2 separate regions of the Lactuca sativa genome follow, and region 2 is linked to region 1. The links are chromatin contacts, called in public Hi-C maps. All regions are on one chromosome and are shown on one strand. The core of a region is the stretch at or near the end of the contact, and the rest is flanking DNA. Distances in the headings are between cores, read along the strand shown. Region 1 holds the start of LOC111920401 (metal-nicotianamine transporter YSL3). Region 2 holds the start of LOC111920404.

Region 1 (3,396 bases), core at 889-3,388:
CAAGGGAAATTATCCCGGTACACCAATTTTTCACAAACTTACTTTTTACAATTAATGTAGTTTGTGCTTCCGGTAAGCGTCATGATGAGTTACAAAAGGCAAAGGCAAATGAGATTGAACAATTATTGGAACTAGGTGAAATCGAATCAGGTAAAGGATTGAATCATTGAATCAAGTTGGGACATTAAGAAGAGTTGGTATACATGTTGGGGTTCTCATTTTCGTTTCTTTTGTAGTTTGATTGACATGTTTGCTTGTACTCGTGTTGTTCTCTAAGGAATAATTGACGACGTGTCTGCTACTTATTCTCAATACGGAGATGCTGATGCAGCTTATTTTATCTGAAATTATTTGAGTTTGTGTTTATTCTTCACATGATAAAGGAAGTAATGAGAAAGATTGATATACTTTCTCAAGCTCTATAAAAGAAATCCCAAGATATTCTTAATGCTATGGAGTTAGTTTCAGCAACAAAGGAGGGTCTAAATGAGTTCAGAAACAAAGGATGAGAGTCTTTACTTGCACAAGTAAAGTTTTTTGTGAAAAACATGAAATAAATATGCCAGATATGAATGCTCCTTATACTTCTACTCGATATCGGCTTCGTAAAACAGATAATCATGTTACTTTTGAATATTTTTATCGAGTGGATTTGTTTACAGCCACATTGGACAAACAATTATATGAGTTGAATAATAGATTCAATGATCAGGTGATGAAGTTGTTAAGTCTTAGTCCTACTTTAGTTTCTAAAGTGATTAACATTGATCAAATTTGTCGTCTTGTTGAGAAGTATTATCCTGAAGATCTTACGGAGCAAGAAAGGATTCAATTACGATATCAATTGGAGATTTTTAATATTGATATGACAAAGAATCCAAGGCTAAGTGGTGTATCAACTATTGCTGAGCTATGCAAGCGTCTTGTGGAAACTCAGAAACGTGAGACATTATTTGTTTGATAGAGTGGTTAGGTTAATCTTGACACTTCCAGTTTCTACCGCAACAACAGAGAGAAGATTTTCAGCAATAAAAATATTCAAGAACCGTCTTCGCAATAAGATGTCGGATGATTTTCTCGCAAACAACTTGGTGATTTACATAGAAAGAGAAATTGCTGAAAACATTGATTCGAAGTCTGTAATTGATGAATTTAAAGACATTAAAGGTCGTCAGACTGAGTTGTAATTCTTTTTCTAGTTGTTTTTGGTGTTTATTTGTTGAAAACAATCTGTTTTTTTTTAGAATGTTAATTTCAGTTTATAATATTTTCGGCCCCCAAGTTAATTGTTCACGCTCCGCCACTAAATTAAATATTATATTTGCTCGCCACGCACGAGGATTCGTCTAGTTTCTAATATACGCCTCAATCACTAGTCTCCATATCATGAGAACATTCGCCTAGTTTCTAATTTACGCCTCGGTCACTAGTCTCCATATCATGAGAACATTCGATAATAAATTACATTTGTAAACTTAACTTTTAACTTTTCACATGCCCTTGTTCAAACAGTGAAGATGCTTAATTTCTTTAGGGTAAGAAAAACACAAAAACCAAAACAAACCATGTTTAATAATTCCAATTTGGTTTTGGTTCTAATTTGATATCGATTAAAAAACAAATATTAACTTTTAGATTGAATTTTGAAATAATATAAACTAAAACAAGCGGGTGTGCTAATATATGTATATCAATTTTGTTATTATAAATTAATAGTTCACATCATCAAAACCTAATTTAAACGAAAACATATTATTGACAACCCATATTTCGAGTTCGATTTTATTGATTTGAAACCAAAAATGGAAACACAAACCCTACTGGGTCTTTGGGTTAGTTTAAGTAGTTAAACCAAACAAACTAAACCAATAAATTAATGAACATCGCTACCAGATTTTCTTAAAAAAGGTTAAGGGTTCATTTGGTATATAATCAAAAAGCAGGGTTAAATTTGAAAATATCCCATAAATATAACATGGTTTGATTATTCACGGAACAAAATATTCTAAACTATTCACAACCAAACCAGTCTCTTTCTAATTCACAAAAAGCAAGTCAAACAACTGGTTGGATGCATATATTTCAACTCACCACTTGGAACCTCAAAATCCAATTATGAGTCGATTATTGTTGAAATTGATTGTACTACAAAGCATTTAATCCTAATCCCATTTGTACTACACACGTCTGAAGGTACATTCAATTCATCTTTAAAGTCGTCCAAAATTCCTTCTCCTACACCCAGTTTCGCAAACTGTACATCATTCAAACTCTGAAAACCCTCTCGATTTCTTACTTTTTGATCACTAATTTGAATAAGGCATTTATGACAACTGAGGGGGCGAGAGAGATTGAAGAGAGCGAAATGATGGATCATACGACACCCGAGGAAAACGACGACGGTGGCTCAGTTAAGAGGTTGCCGCCGTGGAACAAGCACATCACGATTCGAGGATTGGTGGCTAGCTTATTGATCGGAATCATGTACAGTGTAATCGTGATGAAGCTTAATTTAACCACTGGACTCGTACCTAATTTAAATGTCTCAGCTGCTCTTTTGGCGTTCGTGTTCATCAGAACATGGACGAAGCTCGTTCACAAAGCTGGATTCGTAACGACGCCGTTCACCAGACAAGAGAATACAATCATTCAAACATGTGCTGTCGCTTGCTACAGCATTGCCGTTGGAGGTTCTATTCCATTCAATCTGATCTATGCAACGATGTTTTCATTTTTTTAATTGTTGATTAAGTCAACGATTTCTGTAGGTGGATTTGGATCTTATTTGTTGGGATTGAACAAGAAGACATACGAACAAGCTGGAATCGATACGGAAGGAAATTCACCTGGGAGTTTTAAAGAACCTGGAATCGGTTGGATGACTGGCTTTTTGTTTGTTAGTAGCTTTGTTGGGCTTTTGGCTTTGGTTCCTCTTAGAAAGGTTTGTACCTTCTGCTTCTTGACTTGTACATAATATAACTTTCAGAGTTTGAACTTTGATCTTTGAAGTATGAATTATTTTGCAGATTATGATCATAGATTATAAGTTGACTTACCCTAGTGGGACAGCTACAGCAGTGCTCATCAATGGTTTCCACACTCCCAAAGGCGACAAAATGGCCAGGTATCATTCAGAACTCAGAATTCAGAACAATGAACTAAAAGAATTTAACATTATTTTTATTTGTACGATTTTATACAGGAAACAAGTTGTGGGGTTCACCAAATTTTTCGGTGGTAGTTTCTTGTGGGCTTTTTTCCAGTGGTTTTATTCGGGTTCGGGCACTTGTGGCTTCACATATTTCCCCACGTTTGGGTTAAAAGCTTATGCGAACTCGTGAGTGTGTACTTACTTTATTTGTGTATATTCTTTATAATAAATCGTGATCCGAGGGC
Region 2 (3,576 bases), core at 732-3,231, 160 kb before region 1:
GAAAGCTCACTAATGGCAGCTTGATAATCATCCGTTTCCCTTGGCACTGACCACACTTCTGATTGTGAGCTGCTCAAACCACTATACTCACTTGCTGCAACCCTCGTCTTCTTTGTTGTAAGCACCACCTTCTCCAAATCCGCTTGTGATAATGCCCTTGGCCCCTATAATACAATCAACATCAACAAAACACACTTGTAGTTGTATTCAGACAAAGGGAAAGGAAAAGGATACTAACATTTGTTTTAATTCCTTTCTTCTCATCATCTAGAAGATCCCTTATGGGGAAATAGGCTGCTTGTTTGCAGAGCTCAAGAAGATCTGAACCGGTGTATCCTTCACACAATGCAGCTATGGAGTCGAGGTTAATTTGGTCATCTACTCTTTCACCTTTCAAAACCACCTTCAATATCTGAGCCCTTTCTTTGCGATCAGGTATCCCAATCTCAAATGCCTGTGGAAGTCGTCTCAGTATTGCTTCATCCAGCTCAGAAGGCCGGTTTGTTGCAGCAAGAACCATCACTCTAGCATTATCTACATAAATTAAATATTATTAAACCATTTATAATATTAAAATTGGCTTTTTAATTACTATATCCGAGTTTTGAAAAAGAAAACTTACGATCTGTAGTGAAACCATCCCATAAAGCCATAAACTCGGTCTTCATGTTGGTCAATGCTTCATGGTCTGTAGTCCGGCGTTGACCAAGAAAACTATCCACCTCATCGATAAATATTATAGCAGGTTGGAGTTTGTAAGCCAAACTAAACACTGCAGCAACTGTAAACAAAGAAAAAAATGATTAATACAGAAGATTTAAAAAAATGAAAAATAAAAAAACACCATCAAAATACTAACCGAGTTTTTGTGCATCTCCGAACCATTTGCTCATGAGATCTGATATTCTGACATTGATGAAAACAGCACCAGATTCTTTAGCAATAGCTTTTGCAAGCATGGTTTTCCCTGTACCTGGTGGGCCATATAAAAGAACGCCTTTTTGAGGGCCGAGGAGCTTTCCATAGGAGAAAAGCTCAGGCCTACGTAGAGGTAATATCACCAATTCATAAAGTGATTGTTTGATGGTTTCCAGCCCTCCAATGGAGTCAAATTCAACGCCAATGTGATCAGGGTTTATCACGTTGCATGCAATCACATCCTGTTATTAGCAAACAATGATAAAAAAAAAGGTTATCAGGCATCCATGACTTTTAGCAAATGGTAGAAAAACAAATCCAGAAAGATCAACAAACTAGAGGCACATGGTGCTTCTTTTGCATTTTTGCAAGATTGATGGTTTGTTTGCAAGGAGAAGCCTAGAATGTTCCACAATTCAGGAAACCCTATCTTAAGCGATTAACCAGTGCTTTTATGCAAGACTCTTATAACAATCGCTTGTATTAGCACTTTAGCAGAGCATCAAGGCAACAACTTTATCATAAACCCTAATATACTTCTTAACTTCTTCCAGCAATTCAAAGGGGCGCACAGTTTCAATCGTCAAATAGCGATGGGCTTTGTAGCAATTTAATCCCTAACCCTAATTCGTAGTGGCACTTGTTAAAAACATGAAACCAGTAAAATAACAATTTTTCAGAAACTACGAACAGACGACTATGTTTGAGTTCTATGTAGATTGAAATCGTCAATCAGAAAGTGTAAAATCTTCAAAGAGATTGAATTAGTCGACTGTAAGCGTATAAACCAATTACATACCTCGTAGGGATTTGTATGAATAAGGGGGCGACCTAAGCGCTTGGAGATTTCTTTCTTCTGTTCAAGGGCTTTCTTCGAAGATTCTCGATTAGGATCGAGGTGTTTGAGGCCGGCGAACAGCACCAGGCAACTGAGGGCGGCGCTGGCGGCATACAGCACTAGTTCCTGCAAGAACTTCGTCTCCGTCGATCCCTTCATCTCTAACGTTCGCTTCCTTTTCCTCTAAGTTACAGTCGTCTGCTTCTTCTGTTGGATTTGGTGTGTTCTACTGGAACCCGTATTTATTTGGGGACAATTCAACGCCCACGTGTGCTGATCTAATCGGCGTAGCGTTTTTACTTTTTACTATAACATCTATGGTCCTGAGTTCAAAAAGAAAATAAATAAATAAACTAAAATAAATTAGTGTTTACAAGTTTCATTTTGTAGTACCTTTTCGTGTTAGTCATGTCTTGTAACATTAATTTTGAATTAAATAAAAGGAAAATGATTCTTGAGGGTAACTAACTTTTGCGTTTGTACTCATTTGGTCCTTTTTTTTTCTATTCAATATACCATCGAACTTGTTGTTAGTGTTTACCATAGCCCTTTTGACCGGCTTTTGACCTGTGATAGCCGGTCAAAGGGTTATGGTGAACACAAACAACAAGTTCGATGGTATATTGAGTACAAAAAAAGGAAAGGGACCAAATGAGAACAAACGCAACAGTTGGTTACCCTCCTGATTCATTTTCTCTTTACTCATTTACAACAAATCTCACATCATCTCCTACTGATATTAATGACTTTATGATATCCATTCTTGCTTCTCTTCAAAACATAACTTACGAAAAGACATTATTCATGCATGTACAACTTTGTAATGCACTTGAATATTTATTAGGGGAATCTTGACTAAGTAGGCGCATTTCATGACTACATTTACATTTGCAATCAAATGATTTATCGTATCATGGATTCTAGACAAGTCTACAAACGAGTGGACTCACAAGTGCTGTAATTTTTGAGTTTACTTAGCTTTAAGATCGAACTCATGGGATAAGATACAACATCAATATGTACAATATCATGCTGCTTTTGTAGACACATCACCATAATATTGTACATATTGATGTTGTATATTATCCCATGAGTTCGATCTTAAAGCTAAGTAAACTCAAAAATCATAGCACTTGTGATTCCACTCGTTTGTAGACTTGTCTAGAATCCATGATACGATAAATCATTTGATTGAAAATATAAATGTAGTCATGAAATGCGTCTGCTTAGTCAAGATTCTCTTAATAAATATTCAAGTGCATAACAAAGTTGTACGTATATGAATAATGTGCCTAACTTGATTTATTCCTTTGATGTGTATTCCTCGCAGCCAAAAAATCAACAATTGCTTATCTTCATCTTCTTCTTTTCTTTTTCTTAGTCATGAGCTCAAAGAGGTGGTAGTGTTTCCGGCGATAGAAGGGTGGTGGTTTCTGGTTCTGCTAGTGGCTTCGAAAGTTATGGCTTCGGTTGTGGTTCTCGGTAAAACAGGGGAGGTGGAGATGAAATATGTTAAATCGGTGGTGGTGTGGTTCACAGTGAAGGAGGAAACGGTAGAGATGGGCTTGGTTTAATGGAGGTAGCAGGTGGTAAACGACGATTGTAGCGAAGGTCTCAGGTTTGGAATCAATAGTTTTGAATAAGAACTTTTAACCGTCCCAAATGTCGAGCGAGAAAGAAGTATCACCCGAATGTGGTTCTCGGTAAAACAAAACAAGGAAGGGGTGACAAAAATTGGTAAATCTGGTGGTGGTGTGGTTCATAGTGAAGGCAGAAACGGTGGAGATGGCTTGGTTCGGTGGAGGTAACAGGTGGTGAAC

The links. A called contact is a pair of places that touch in the nucleus more often than the background predicts.
Region 2: a contact with region 1 is called in a Hi-C map of leaf, with 2.6 times the contacts expected there. The contact joins the promoter of LOC111920404 here to the promoter of LOC111920401 in region 1. A contact is called at or near these places in 2 of 4 Hi-C or Micro-C datasets (both in leaf).

Annotation. Positions count from the first base shown.
Region 1 is chr9:65,680,792-65,684,187 of Lsat_Salinas_v11, reverse strand. It overlaps LOC111920401 (metal-nicotianamine transporter YSL3), which reads left to right and starts at 2,138. Exons shown (of 7, transcript XM_023915981.3): 1 at 2,138-2,690; 2 at 2,769-2,941; 3 at 3,027-3,124; 4 at 3,203-3,337. The coding sequence starts at 2,327.
Region 2 is chr9:65,844,474-65,848,049 of Lsat_Salinas_v11, reverse strand. LOC111920404 reads right to left here and starts at 1,981. Exons shown (of 5, transcript XM_023915986.3): 1 at 1,718-1,981; 2 at 860-1,160; 3 at 623-781; 4 at 239-534; 5 at 1-164. The coding sequence starts at 1,915.